Linked DNA regions of Drosophila melanogaster: region 2 is linked to region 1. Evidence: chromatin contacts called from public targeted proximity ligation data. All regions are on one chromosome and are shown on one strand. The core of a region is the stretch at or near the end of the contact, and the rest is flanking DNA. Distances in the headings are between cores, read along the strand shown. Region 1 holds the start of heca (headcase). Region 2 holds the start of Fer1HCH (Ferritin 1 heavy chain homologue).

The links.
Region 2: a contact with region 1 is called in a targeted proximity ligation map of the Kc167 cell line, with 4 times the contacts expected there. A contact is called at or near these places in 27 of 107 Hi-C or Micro-C datasets (the Clone 8 cell line, the D17-c3 cell line, the Kc167 cell line and 15 more) and 4 of 7 datasets of targeted methods (the Kc167 cell line and the S2 cell line).

The regions. Positions count from the first base shown.
Region 1 is chr3R:30,275,028-30,281,973 of dm6, reverse strand. heca (headcase) reads right to left here and starts at 4,042. Exons shown (of 6, transcript NM_001276174.1): 1 at 1,727-4,042. The coding sequence starts at 3,030.
Region 2 is chr3R:30,383,702-30,390,647 of dm6, reverse strand. It overlaps Fer1HCH (Ferritin 1 heavy chain homologue), which reads left to right and starts at 2,470. Exons shown (of 3, transcript NM_080134.4): 1 at 2,470-3,184; 2 at 4,052-4,329; 3 at 4,392-5,075. The coding sequence starts at 3,118. The coding sequence ends at 4,664. It overlaps Fer2LCH (Ferritin 2 light chain homologue), which reads right to left and starts at 2,844. Exons shown (of 4, transcript NM_080063.4): 1 at 2,727-2,844; 2 at 1,746-2,068; 3 at 1,320-1,449; 4 at 239-951. The coding sequence starts at 1,437. The coding sequence ends at 386.

The DNA of each region.
Region 1 (6,946 bases), core at 2,793-5,292:
ATTGGACGCTAAATACAAAAAAAAAAGAGGAAAACACAAATATGCCGGCAGACAAAACAAGTTAAAAGAGCGTAAGAAAGAGAGGGGACGAGCCGAACACATTCATTCATTAAACAGAGACGGCAAATTTAAAGGGAAAGGCAAGAACTTTTGGCTTTCCTCTTTTCTTATTTTTTTTTGCTCACCTTTTTGAATCAGCAAAGTTTGTTTATCATGGCAGCAACAACAAAAATTAAATAAAATAAAAATGGGCCGCGTGTGGCGCTAAAAATAAACGCCAGTAAATGCAAACAAAACAAGAAATGAGAAATGGAAATACAAAAAAACGAGAGGCGATAAACAATTTTATGGACGTTTATTTTTGAATTAAACGCAAATCATCACAAAAATGCTGATAAGCAGGAACCAAAAAAGAATGCAAGAGGCAAGAAATTGCATTTGAAATTGAGAGAACACCGAAACTTGGATACCCTAATATAGTTTAAATAGAAAAGGATCGGCCGAACTAAATATAGCTTTTACTTAAAAGCTTTTATAAAAAAGCAGATTTTACTGTTTATCGCTAAAACAGCAATTCCGCATTTTAGGTTAAAAAAAAGAGACATGCAAAAAAAAAAGTGTGGCCTTGAAAAGTGTGCAAAACAGAGAGTGAGATAGAGAGCGAAATCCAGAAGAATGAATGGAATTATGCCATAGAAGGCAAAACAAAGTTCTCAGCTTGGAAAGAGAGGGCAAGCTGCCGCGCGAAAGAGATGGACAGAGGGTGAGGGGTTGGGATTCTTAAAACCTGAAGATCGCGTTCAAAACAACAACATTAAAAAAAAAAAAAACACAAAAAGCGATCTAATTCCTCTTCGTGTTGTTCTCCTATTCGCATTTTTTTTTTTTTTTGATCGCAATGAAATAAATAATAGTATTCGCTGCTCTGGGAAACGGAAATATTAAAAGTAGGCACAAAATAAATAAGAACAAGAACACATCTGGGAAACATACCATACGATAAATGTCCGCTGCTATATGGCAGCATATAAATTTCAATAATTTTTCATTGCCTATGATTTATGAGTAAAAAGAATGCCAATGAAGAGTGAAGAACTACAGCAGAATAAAAGAAAGAAAGCCTTGACCCACCGAAAGCAACAAAACAAAAGATTATAATATTTTATTCATTCCCTCTGAGTTGATGCAAATCGTCGACTTCCTTAAGGGGAAAATATTCGCAAATTTCTCGAATAAACCAGCGCATTTTATTTAATATTTCTGCAAATATTGTCTGTATTTCGCAGCTGTTCAGTCGTCAAGGTTATATAATCTATGGAACCGGCAAACGAACGAAAAACGGGCAAACAAACGCCTCAATTGTTGATAACACTGTGCAACACGATAAAGGAACGAGAGTATCAATCTGGTATCTATTTGGCATGTTTGTTGATAACACCTGAAGCCACTGGAAGTTTTATCAAAGGAAAAGCTAAACAAAACTTATAACAACTGCAGTAAATAAATTCGAAATATTAAGGCCCCCCTTGTCGTTCAGTGTAATTGATAAAAGTTTTGTGAATAAATATTGAAACGCTTATGTACCCCAACCACATGCTGGGGAATTTCGCCACACAAATTTCGCTTTGTTAAACAAGTTAACCAAGTATTTAAGATGAAATTCTAGACAATAAGACTATAGCTCCTTATAATCTATATGGTTATCATGATGATATCTTGTACTTACCGCACTCGATCGGAATAGAGTTCGACCTCCTTGTTCTTCTGCTGCTGCACAAGTTGCTGCTGCTCGTAGCTGGCCAATGGCTTGAAGTTGCTGATATTGGCCAAAGCAGGCAGGTTATTCTGCTGCTGCTGTTGTTGTTGCAGCTGCTGCTGCTGCTGCTGCTGGGGAGCAATCAGCAGATTCTTGGACAAGCCCAATCCATTTTGCAAAAGGTTGCTGCCGAAAGCTGGACCCAGAGGCTGGATCAGCAGCGACTGCTGCTGTTGCTGCTGCTGCTGTGGCAGCAATTGCTGCACCGGCGACACGGATATCTCGCCACTGGACTGGGAGTCCGAGGGCGAGGTGGATCCACTGCCAGCTCCACTGGAGGATAGGCTGCCAGCCCTGGCGCGCAGGTCCAGGCCGAGGACATTGTTCGTATTGAGGATGTTGCTGAAAGTGGCCAGCGCACTGGTCTGCAGAACGCCGGAGGAGCCGTTGTTGCCACTGCTGCCATTGCTGGCGGTGTTGCCGTTGTTGTGGGGCAAACCCGACCCTATGACGCCCACATTGGGATTGGGCGTGAGTCCGGCGTAGCTGTTGCCGTTGTTGTTGCTCAAGGGGGTTTTGGTGTTGCCATTGACACCAGCACCACCACCACCGCCGCCGCCGTTGTTGTTGTTGTTGTTGCGGTTCCTCTTCTTCTTGGCCTTCTTCTTGTCGTCGTCCTCGCTGAGGCTGCCATTGGCCAGAGTGGGCCGGTTGCCAGACCCGTTGAGGTATATGACGCCCTGGCTGCTCGGCGGCACCCAGTCGAGGTCCTTGCGCAATTGTCCCCTGCCGCACTTGCAGCTGCAGGCCTTCTGGACCAGCTCGTAGCCCTTCTTGGTCCACAGGTGCTGCAGACGCTGCCGCTCCGACCAGGATCGAGCACGACCGTTGGCCTTCAGTGCCTGCAGCACGCTCGCCTCCCACCACTCGAAGCACTCGCGATGCATGTACTGGCCTGCGCTGCAGTTCTCGTTGTTGCACAGCACACGGATGCAGTCCGCCAGGGAGAGCTCGTTCAGGTGTATCAGGGTGTCCAGTTTGCGACAGTCTCCGCTGGGCAGGCAGCAGTGGACCATGCCCCCGCCGCCAACGCCGCCAACGCCACCGGTTCCCTGCATGGGCGCCATTAGGACGCCTGAAGAATTCACGTTCTCCGCGTAGAACTGCAGCAGTTGATGCTGCTGCGTCTGGTGCTGCTGCTGCAACTGTTGCTGGTGCTGCTGCTGGGTGCTGTTGCCGCTGCTGCTGATGTTGCTGTTGCGACGCGGAGCCATAAATTTGTGTTTTTTCCTCTTAATATGCACTCGTTGCGGCGAAAAACTTGGTTGGTTGGCTGGGTTGGCTGTCCTCGAGAATCCTCAATCTCTATTTCGAATCAGCATTTTGCCAACGATTATGAATTTCAAAATATTGCTTGTTGATTTTTTCGCGATTTTATGGTGCGATTTGCGGTCTATATAAATGCTGCTGGCATATATTTATTTATTTTTGAACCGATTCCAGAATATATTTCAACTGATGGTTTTGGCAGATCCAGTGAGTTTTCGTGAATTTTAGTGGGTTTTTGTAAATTTTTAGAAATTTTGCAGACAAAAGTCTGATTTTATACGGAATTTAATTTTTTTGTGTATAGTAAATGCTTGTTATTTTAGCGATTTAGTCTGTTTAGGTTTTAACTTTTCGGTTGCCTTTTTCAATTGTTTTCAGTTGGATTTTCCGAGTGGGTTTCTACCGAGATTGGTATTATTTTTAACTTGATGGGTAATTGCTTTCACTTATTGCTTTAAAAATTGTACACCTCCTTGCTGTGTGTATCAAAAATACTTCGAAAAATTCCCGTCAATGCAGTCTGTTGTGTTTTGCGTAATTTTCTGTTTTGTTGTTGTACCTGAGCTGAGTTTATTGTTGTTGTAGAACTTTAAGTATCAAAAATTGTTTTTTTTTTATTGTTTATCTTCGCTTCGTCCCTATCTCCCTCTCACACGATCGTTCGCTCTCATTCACACACGCGGCGCCATGTTCGGCAATTTTTCACATTTTGCTTCGCTTTCTGCGTTTATTTCTTTGCGCCTCTTATTTTTTTGCCGGCAAACAAAAAGGATTAGAGGATAGTGTAAATTTCCGATTGGTTTTTAGTCGCAGGACAATTGTAAACTGGAGTGTTCCTCTTCGATTTATTCGGTTTTGCTAGTTCTCCTGTTTTCCGTTTTTTCCCACCACGAGCGGCGCACGCAGAGAGAAGCCAAAAAACACAACCAACCAGATCGAAAGCGAAATTCAAACTGTTTTTGGTCTGTGCTTGCTCGCCGCGTTCGAACATCGCGCGTCGAACATCGCTGCCGGCGTCGCTGCTTGGCATTGGCAGCGAAGTTGGAGTTTTCCTCCACTCCGATTTTCCGCACTTCTTCATTCCGTTTTTCGGGGTTGGTGGGTGGTGGTTGGCTGGTTTTCACTTTCCACCACCGCCGCCAACCGCTCGCTTTTCATTCGGTGGAAAACTGAACAGATTTTTGGCGCTAAAATGAGAAATGGTGGGGGAAAATTGCGGAAGGGGCTACAAAAAAAGTGTCTAATTCACTAGAATTTTCCACTGTAGGCCAGAATTTGGTACATTTTCCCACTTTACAACGGAACTTTTGATAGCAGTTACATACTTGATTAGATTAAATGTCTTAAAAATATATGTAGGAGTTTAGACTTTTGTTAATAAGCTTCATTTCCATAGAAAATGTTTCTATCAAGCCGTATTTTCTTTAAACTAATAAGAATAATAATAACATGTTTCTAACTTTATAGCCAAAAAGGAATATATATTTCTCCCTATGTTTTGGTTCCAAAATTAAATGAATTCGATTATTATTAAATAATCTAAATTTAATTATTTATTAGAATTTTTAGATTTTACATCCATTTCATTTACAATTAGGAGCTCTCGATGATTCGCCAAAATTCACTTTCGTTGCGGCTCGAAGCTGGTTCGAATCAAGTTCGAAGCCGGTCGTTTCCCCTCCAACATGTTCGACTGCAGTTGCCATGCGAACGTCGAGCGCGTTGGCTCTGTTCCACATGCATGGAGCGTGCATATGTGTTTGTGCCAGAAACCGGCAAAGTAAACAACATGAAAACAGGGTTGCCGAGTCGCTGGAACTCGAACTTGCAGCGCACTTTTGCTTTCCGTGGCTAATCTTTTAATTCCAGTGGAAGTGGAAATGCCGTTCGATGTCTCCATCTCCCTCTGTCGGAACTGCCGTTCTCTGTCGCACGCTTCGATTGCTGTTATATATTTACATACAAACGTATCTATATAATCCCCTATATATTCGCAAGCACATTTGCACAAAAATACAAATACAATGAATGCATGCGAGTGCTGGCAATAAAAGTGGCAGAGACAAAAAGGAAGAGAATTAAAACATTGAACGAAAAAGAGTTGAAGATACCCTACCTTGAATTAAAACAACCAATTAAAACTTGAATACGCAGACCTATTACTGCTTTCAATTGAAACAAGTATGTACATATGTATGAATAATTGTAATAGTTAAATTGTTGATATTAGTCCTAAGATTACGAATATCGCAGGTAACTTTTGTATTATGACTACTTATTTGTGTTTTGACTGTAGGGTATTAAAGTTGCCACCAAAACCCAAATAAGCTTTCAAACGTAGAGCCTTTTTATTGTATCCTCGCCTTTGTGTATATATGTACATACACACATATAAAAATTCCCGCTGTGTTGCAAAAAAAAAAAGTATGCGAAAACGAATAAGAAGAAGCGGTAGAAATGGCAAAAAACAGGCACGTGTAGAACGAAAAGTGGTAAAGGGAAGGGATCTCGCAACCAGATGGGGTTTTCTTATAGGACTCAGGATCTCAGGATCCGGGGTTCTATTCTTTTGGTAACTGCGGTGCAAAGTCAAGGTCCAATTCCACTTATTTTCGAGTCAAACTGCGCAGTTTCCATTTTTTTCTCTCGATTTTGACCTGCCGGGTAGAAGAAGAGCGAGCAGGAGGGAGAGAACCAGAGGGTTCTGATATAATAATTAAGTCAGTCAGGTAGGCAGATCGGCAGCCATTGCGTAATAGGATCGTACGTACGAGTATATTTAGGTATGCATGTATGTAATTATGTATGTATAGGTTGTTTGTTGTTCTAGCTAAAGGATCGTCGGTGGAGAGGGTAAAAGAACAAAGGAGGGGCGAACTAGTTTGTTGTTGTTGTCATCGCCGCTTTATAATTCTCAAGGATTTCGCTTTGTGTTCTCTTCGACTCTGACCTAATTTTAATGACCAATGCATAACGAAAAAATAATAATAATAAGAAGAAGAAGATGGCATGTGTTCAAAGCGAAAAGGGAGAAGAGAAGAGGAGAGAGTCTGAAGCCGCGGGCAAAAGCTGAGCTCATAATTCTTCGGCGACACGCATCAAGTTTAATTTGCATAATTAATGGCAATGCAGGACTGCAACCCTGGGGGCCGAAAAAAGAGTTGCCAGGTCGTTAAGTTATGTTTTTAAATTAGGAATTAGGTATGAACCTATGTATGAAATGAAATGAAATTTCATAATTATTTCTATATTAGGCTACTGCCTCTAAGTTCCGATCTCTAAGCCATTTTAATGGGTAAACTTCTGCTTATTTATGTCCCATAACTTCAAATATTAAAGTGATGCCTGTGTGTGTGTTCTTTGCAACTTTCTGCGTGTTTCTTCGCTTCCTGTTTGGCTTCTAACCAGGGTGTGAAAGCGGTTTCTTCGAAGGAGGAACTTCGCGGTGGCGTAAGAGTATCTGCAAGATACTCGTTCGGATGGATAGGCAAACCCAACGCGAATTCCCTACCTCCTCCCTCCCACGTTTTAGCCATAGCCATCCATTTGTGCAGGCCTTTCCTTGTGTTTTTCGCCGTTCCTTCGCTTCAAAAGTCCCGAGGGTGTTTTGGGCAGATGTGTTCGACACCCACCCGTACTCCTCCATCCATCCAAACCCTCCTTCATCACTCCGCTCCTCTGGCAGAGCAGCATTATTTGTAATTACTCATACTACCGCGTTTATCCAATCGGAAGCAACTTTGAAACCCAAAATAGGGTTTGAAATTCAACTGGCATGGCAACCCGACTCAACCTCAAACCGTTCAAACTTCGTACATAGCGGTAAACATAATACATGCCAAATATATAGCCATAAAAAGA
Region 2 (6,946 bases), core at 1,221-3,720, 110 kb before region 1:
AGGACCAGATACATTTCGACCCAAACCCAAACCTTATCAGAGAGGCAAAAATGCTGCTGTTTTACTAGTTGATAATTAGGTTCTTTGATGTGTTTATTATTTGTTCAAGCGGTAACGTACATACTAAAGATACATTTGCTGGGGCGAACTTGCTAACTTATTTATGATAACATTATCACAATCTGGTGTGCTGGTAAATCAAGGTGAATTTCGCGGTGTAAATTATTCACTTGTGGCTGCTTTGATAATGCTGCTGCTGCACTGCGATTTATTGATGAACAATCCAAGGAAACAAATTTATAAGGGAATTATGAGAGCAATTTTGAGGAGACAGTGTAGGAGCGTGTTAGAAAAAGAAGGAGGAAAAGGAGGTGGTCTCCACTCCTTACTGCTTCTGCAGATACTCGTCGAACAGGTAGACGGACAGGGATGGGTCGGGGACCTTCATCAGCTTGGCGAGGTCGTTGGCATAGCCGGACAGCTTGCGCACGCTCTCGGCCTGCTTGCCCAGGAAGTTCTCCTCGAAGTAGTGGGCCAGCTCGGGATCCCTCTCGGCGTCGGTGGCGTGGGTGGCACGGGAGTGCACGTGAGTGGCTCCGGTGGCCAGCTGCTTCTCGGTGTCCAGAGCCAGAGCCAGGGAGTGCAGTTCGTCGACCTCAAGAGTGCCGCGCTTGGTGCTCACGGAGCCGGAAGACTCGTGGCGGGTGTTGAAGTCAACGATTCCTCCGCGACGGGTCACCTGCTTGATCAGGGCAATGCTGTCCTCGAAGGAGCGGTCCGAGAGTCCCTGGTACAGCTTCTGGAAGCCGGGGCGGTTCTTCTGGTAGGAGTTGAAGTGGGTGGCCAGCAGGAGGTAGTCGTACGACTTGGCCAAGTTGGCGTTGATGTAGGACTGGATCTCGGGCTCAATATGGTCAATGCCAGCAAAACGGGCATTACAAATGGAGTTGGCTACGGGGAAAAAGCAAATAATAAAGATCACACTCTTAGAATAGGAGAGCAGAAGCACATCCAATAGTAATGACATAGTCTTAATGGTTCCTAACTAGGTAGTGCCATACTAAACAAGGCAATAGAATTTTGAATTTGTATTTGTATCTTTAAAATAATAATGTAAGGGCCGTAATGCAGTAAGAATTGGAAAGTGTTCATTTTCACGAAATCTGAGATAGTGCAGAAATACATCCAATCTATATTTCACTTACTCTTGCCTGTGAAAAAGCCCGTGAGCGCTTGTTTTTATTATTATGTTTTACAAAGATACAAAAAGCAACAACACAGATTAGCCACTCTCTCTTAGAGGCGCTCTCTTTACTCACCCGAAAAGGCTGACGTAGAGCATGCGGTGATTACAGTGTTCTGGCAATATTCATCATCCTTGGCCAAGGCAAGAGAGCCGAGGCACGCAAAGAGAGCGAGTGCAACGAAAAATTTCATGTCGACGGTTTACTGTAAATTAAAATCAAATTCGAGAGGCGAAAACAAAGGAAATTAGTTTCACAACAATTGACAATTGGAAAACAGACACTTTTGTTTTCATTTTGGGCGAGTTTTTTCGTTTTGCGTCGTAGCGTTTTCTTGAATTTTCTGTGCTCTTTTTTAACAACAAAACCACCACCAATGGAATGTTTTGGTTTTTAAATTTATATGGTGGTCGGTTTAAAAACACAGTTTCCAGAATATTATTTTCTAGTTTTCGTAACTAAACACTCACAAAGTAGTTAGTTAGTAATATTAAAACTCACTTCCAGTGCCTGTGCTTTTATTAATAATTCAATCGCTTTATGTGCTTCTTGGTGAAACTCTGAAAATCAACTGCTGTTTATAGCGTCGCGTACGTCTCTTTCTATGCGATCGATATGGCTGTGTGTGTGTGGTTTTGGAGAGCGTGCATGGGCATGTGTTGTTTTGCGCTCAGTGCGGGATTTCGGTGTCATTCAAATATGGCCGCTGCCAGTGCTGTTGTTGCTGCGCCTGCTGGAAGGTGACTCACGACAGGGTTGTCAGCGTGTGCAAAATATGGACGCTGCACTTTGGATTTCAAGTGGTTTCCTGAGAGTTTTATCAGCTAACGATGAGAATTGAAAATAAACTGCAGATAAACCATCTACCTCCTAAGATAATGTTTTAAGTTTTGATATATTGGTAATTCACAGCAGCATCGAGCTTGAGACTGTTGCTATTTACAATACATATTATTGCTGGGTTCGGAGATAATGTAGGGTTTCCCCAATCAACAAACAAATTATGTAATTTGTAAGTTTTCCCACCATGTATCCTTCTTATCAAGTGTCATTCTTGGAGCTCTGCAAGCGACACGTAAAAAAGAGCCGTCGCCATATTAGCAGTTATCAAAGTGGGTGACTGATCCCCCCTTCGAACGTGCAAATCAACTTGACAAAATGTGAATTAAATTGTCAGCAATAATTAAACCGCCTGGCAACACATGACGTGGTGCTCTCCCACGGCCAAAACAAAAACAAAGAACAGCTGATGCGCATCTCAAAAGAGCGGCCATATTGCATTTGATAAATTTACTTCTTAGTAAGTGGGGATTATCTGACTAGGAAACCCGACTTTATACAAAGTATACCCATATTGAGGACGTGTGTATCACATTGAGTGCGGCAATTATCGGGAATATTCAATTATCAGCCATTTAAACGGTTAACAAAGAACGGGCGACATGTTGAAAAGATAACAGTGCACACTCTCCCATCACTCACACACACACGAAGAAAAACCGAGAGCGCGCGCGCTTAAAAGTGTTTTGTGCGCCGTTCGGAGCGACAGTTCGCTTTCGAGTTCGCTAAAACACAACGTAGAAAGGCCTTAGCTCCACTGAAAAATCAGATTAAAGCTGTCAGCAGAAGGTACTGGAAAGCATTCGAGAAGTCGAAAATAATCCCAATCAAGCCCATCAAATTGAAGCAGGCGACGCCTTCTGCGCCAGTGTGTGTAAAGGCAGCTAGATTTTCAATTTCAACGCCTATTTAACATTGTAGCTCAACTCGAGTCGCCTCATTCTCATTTGTGCATTTCAAGCAAATCAAACTAAAGTGAAAAACAAATTTTTGTTCTGTGATTTTGTGTAAAGACTACGTTCGACGATCAAAGATGGTGAAACTAATTGCTAGCCTGCTCCTGTTGGCCGTGGTGGCCCAGGCCTATGGAGATTTCAAGTGTAAGTACTAATGTTACGTTTTATTCATCAGAATTTCAAACAAAACAAAGGCAGGTCATCGGAAAAAAAACAATAAATTTCGACGCAATACGCAAAGAGAAGCAAAACATTTGTAATGCGTTGAAAAGAGCATGCGCCGTTTCTCTTTGACGCTCTTTCACTCTCTTTCGTCAATGAAGTGAAGTTACCAAACCAGTTGATTTAAAAGTTATTGATACTTCCGTTGCGCTTTGGGGAAATGATAACCAGTTTTTATACATAAATTTTCATAATTAAATAATGCGAATTTCGCTTTCATTTCCATGAATATTGCGGTATAAATAAGCTTGACTTTTTGTTGTTACATTTCAAGGCGCTCTTTGCACACGGCTTTTACGGGCCGAGTGAGCTAGCATGGTGAACCATGCTTTTTGCACACGGCACTACACGAAAACAAATGCCGTTACTATGGCGGCGAGAGCTGCGCACGTTACCAATGCAGTTACAAAAACAGAGAGAGAGAGTGGGAGAGTAGGCCATTACAGTTTTGCACACGGTTTTTGTGCCCTAGAATAGCGGCATTTCAAGCGCAATTTCAAAGGTTTATGCAATTACGCCCTCTTAAATGCAATAACCAACAACGCCCTACCCCTCAGCCAAGCAAGAAAGCAAGAGTTTCGTGAGAGAGCTTCAAAGGGAGCGAGAAGAGCATCAACTAAAAGAAAAACAAAACCTAAGCCATGAAGGTCAAGACCAAGAGTGCAAAGGTTTTTAAAATATTAAAATTTACCTAAGTTCTGATTACAAAAATAAATTTTTTAAAGCTGAATACTAGCCATATATTGTTATCGTGGTCCCCCGACTTAACCCAACCTTATCCCATTGCAGGCTCCCTGGCTGTTCCTGAGATTACCAAGGACTGGGTGGACATGAAGGATGCCTGCATAAAGGGCATGCGCAATCAGATCCAGGAGGAGATCAACGCCTCCTACCAGTACTTGGCCATGGGCGCCTACTTCTCCCGCGACACCGTCAACCGCCCTGGATTCGCCGAGCACTTCTTCAAGGCCGCCAAGGAGGAACGTGAGCACGGATCCAAGCTGGTGGAGTACCTGTCCATGCGCGGTCAACTGACCGAGGGAGTCAGCGATCTGATCAATGTGCCGGTAAGTCGACGACTCGCCTAGAAAACCCAAAAGCCCAGCTAATCCTGGCGAATCCCCCACAGACTGTGGCCAAGCAGGAGTGGACCGATGGTGCCGCCGCCCTGTCCGACGCCCTCGACCTGGAGATCAAGGTGACCAAGTCCATCCGCAAGCTGATCCAGACCTGCGAGAACAAGCCCTACAACCACTACCACCTGGTGGACTACCTGACCGGTGTCTATCTGGAGGAGCAGCTCCACGGACAGCGCGAGCTCGCCGGCAAGCTGACCACTCTCAAGAAGATGATGGACACCAACGGCGAACTGGGCGAGTTCCTGTTCGACAAGACCCTGTAAGGAGGTGGAGATAGAGAAGGCGCAGCGCCCAGTCACGCATCAAAATTATCAGCCAGTCGAGTTATCTGTTATCTGTCAGCCCAGAGAGCCTTCCCGAGGGTCCGCTATTAAATCATCACCAGCCAAGTCGGCGACTGGCCAATAAATTATCCGTTCGACTGCGATCCTCAAACCAGCACAGCAAAATTCCACGTCTGTTCTTTCTTATCAACCACTTGTGATTTCCGTACACCTCGGGAGGGGGCTCCACATTATGCAATCGCCGAGATTTCGCCTAGGCTTAAGTGGAATCGCTCATTCGCATAGTAAGACACTCAGCACAACCCATTCAATACATCCTATATCTTTATATTTTTCTGTCAATTAGACGAGCAAGTTCTTAAATAAATAACAATATATATGTAACGAAATAAACTGTATATGCGTTTGTTTTTGAGGGAGTTTTTTCAGATGGAAAACGAGGGTGATTTTATTCTTGTTGATAATTTTCGATGGGGATTTCACAGAAAAAGTGCTATATCTTGGGAAAGACACGTCCAATTGTGGAGTGGAATACCTCGTTGAACTTGTAAAAATATTCCTAAACGACGGGTAACTCATTTAGAGAAATTTTTGGTTTGAAAATTTTTTCGATTTTTTATGATGTTACCCCTTACAAAAAATGCGAAATTTGGCCGAAAAATTATTTTTCCAAATTAAAGCAAATATTGATATGGGTCTTTAGCTGAGGACCCCAGCTGACTAAAAAAGTGCGTTTTTCAGCCTTGTGACATATTTTGGCCAACTTACAACGAAAAAACTGTAAAAAAGGTGTTTAAAACTGGAATGTTTAAGGAAAAAGAAATTGTGTTTTTGGGAATGGTGAAGTTGTAGGTTATTTCGTAAAATCACAATAAAGCAAAACTTTGTTTCTACTCTCTGTTGGTTCAGTAAGCCTATCAGATTACAGAGGTCCTTGGAGAGTTGAGTAGAGTGCGGAATCAAGTGATACGCCTTACAATTGATACACTTAATATTTGGATCTACTTTCGCTAATTTTTGCTGTCTTCCCAACTCCAATTTGCTCAGAAGATAATATTGCAATCTCTCTGTTAGCCGATTAACCCTTTATTGTCCCACGACAATGCACTTGATGAGCCGTATCTGGGATCACGTCTCGCCTGTCCATCGTCCGACGTCCATCAGTGGGCAGTGTCTAATGGTTGTACGCATCGCATATTCCGTTTGATAAATGTCAGCATCTTCGTCTCGAGTCCCATTATTGACCCTTTCATGTGGTCCCCTCCCAGCGGTGGTAACCCCGTACTCTTAACCCCTTACCATGCTAATCTGATTGGAAAACACAAAAAGCCAACCATAAAGAGGAAGTAAAGCGAGACGCTAACTGCACTGCAAAAAATTGTATTCACTTTTACTATATATCACGAGGTTCTTATAGTAATTTCTTCCCCTTTGCTCAAATATTGTTATAAGTAATAAACTAGTATTTAGTTTTCAGTGTGCTACTTGCAGATGGACAGGAGCAAGTGCACGGAATAATTCATAAGTCACTTGTAAAAATGTCCACAAACACATCGGCCTTATCCACCCCCTGCCCTGCGGCTAATGTGTGCTCGATTCACCCCTTCGATGTCCATGTCCACGTCCATGTCGATTCGAGTGATTGACAGGTCATGCCATGCATTGAATTATGATAAATTGTGGCAACTGTCAAAAGGCTGAGCTCGGGTTTCCCGCCCACCACCGCCATCTTCGACCAGATTTTCCGTTTTCCGGAGCGTGACCGAAGTGAATGGGTTAGTGCGTGGCATTTTAAACAATTTCATAAGCTAATATTTGAGCAGATGTCCTTGTTCGTTGCGGATTTAAAATTGCATCAATCCTCTCGACAATGGGCCGCAAATTTTTCGATAAGCGCCGCAAATATTTAAGCGCAATTCGTTCGATTGACCAAAAAGAAGGGGCGGAGTTTTTCGGGTGGTGTGTCCAGCATACAAATGGCCCATGACCTTTGGACCCACTATCAATCTTGGCCAAAGGAGACAAACTATTGTTCATGCCTTTCGACCAATTTGCCAATGATTTTTATTGCCTTTTTTATAAATGTTGTTTCTTAGTACCCTGCATATGATCTCAATATTTATTTACAAGCAGAAGCACTTGTATTCTTGCAATGTCCTTTGACTACAGGGTATCTTAAAGTCGTATCGATAGAAAATAACTTTTTTTTGCATATTTTTTTAGTTACACAGATAGCCAGCCAATTTGGCAGTGAAATATTC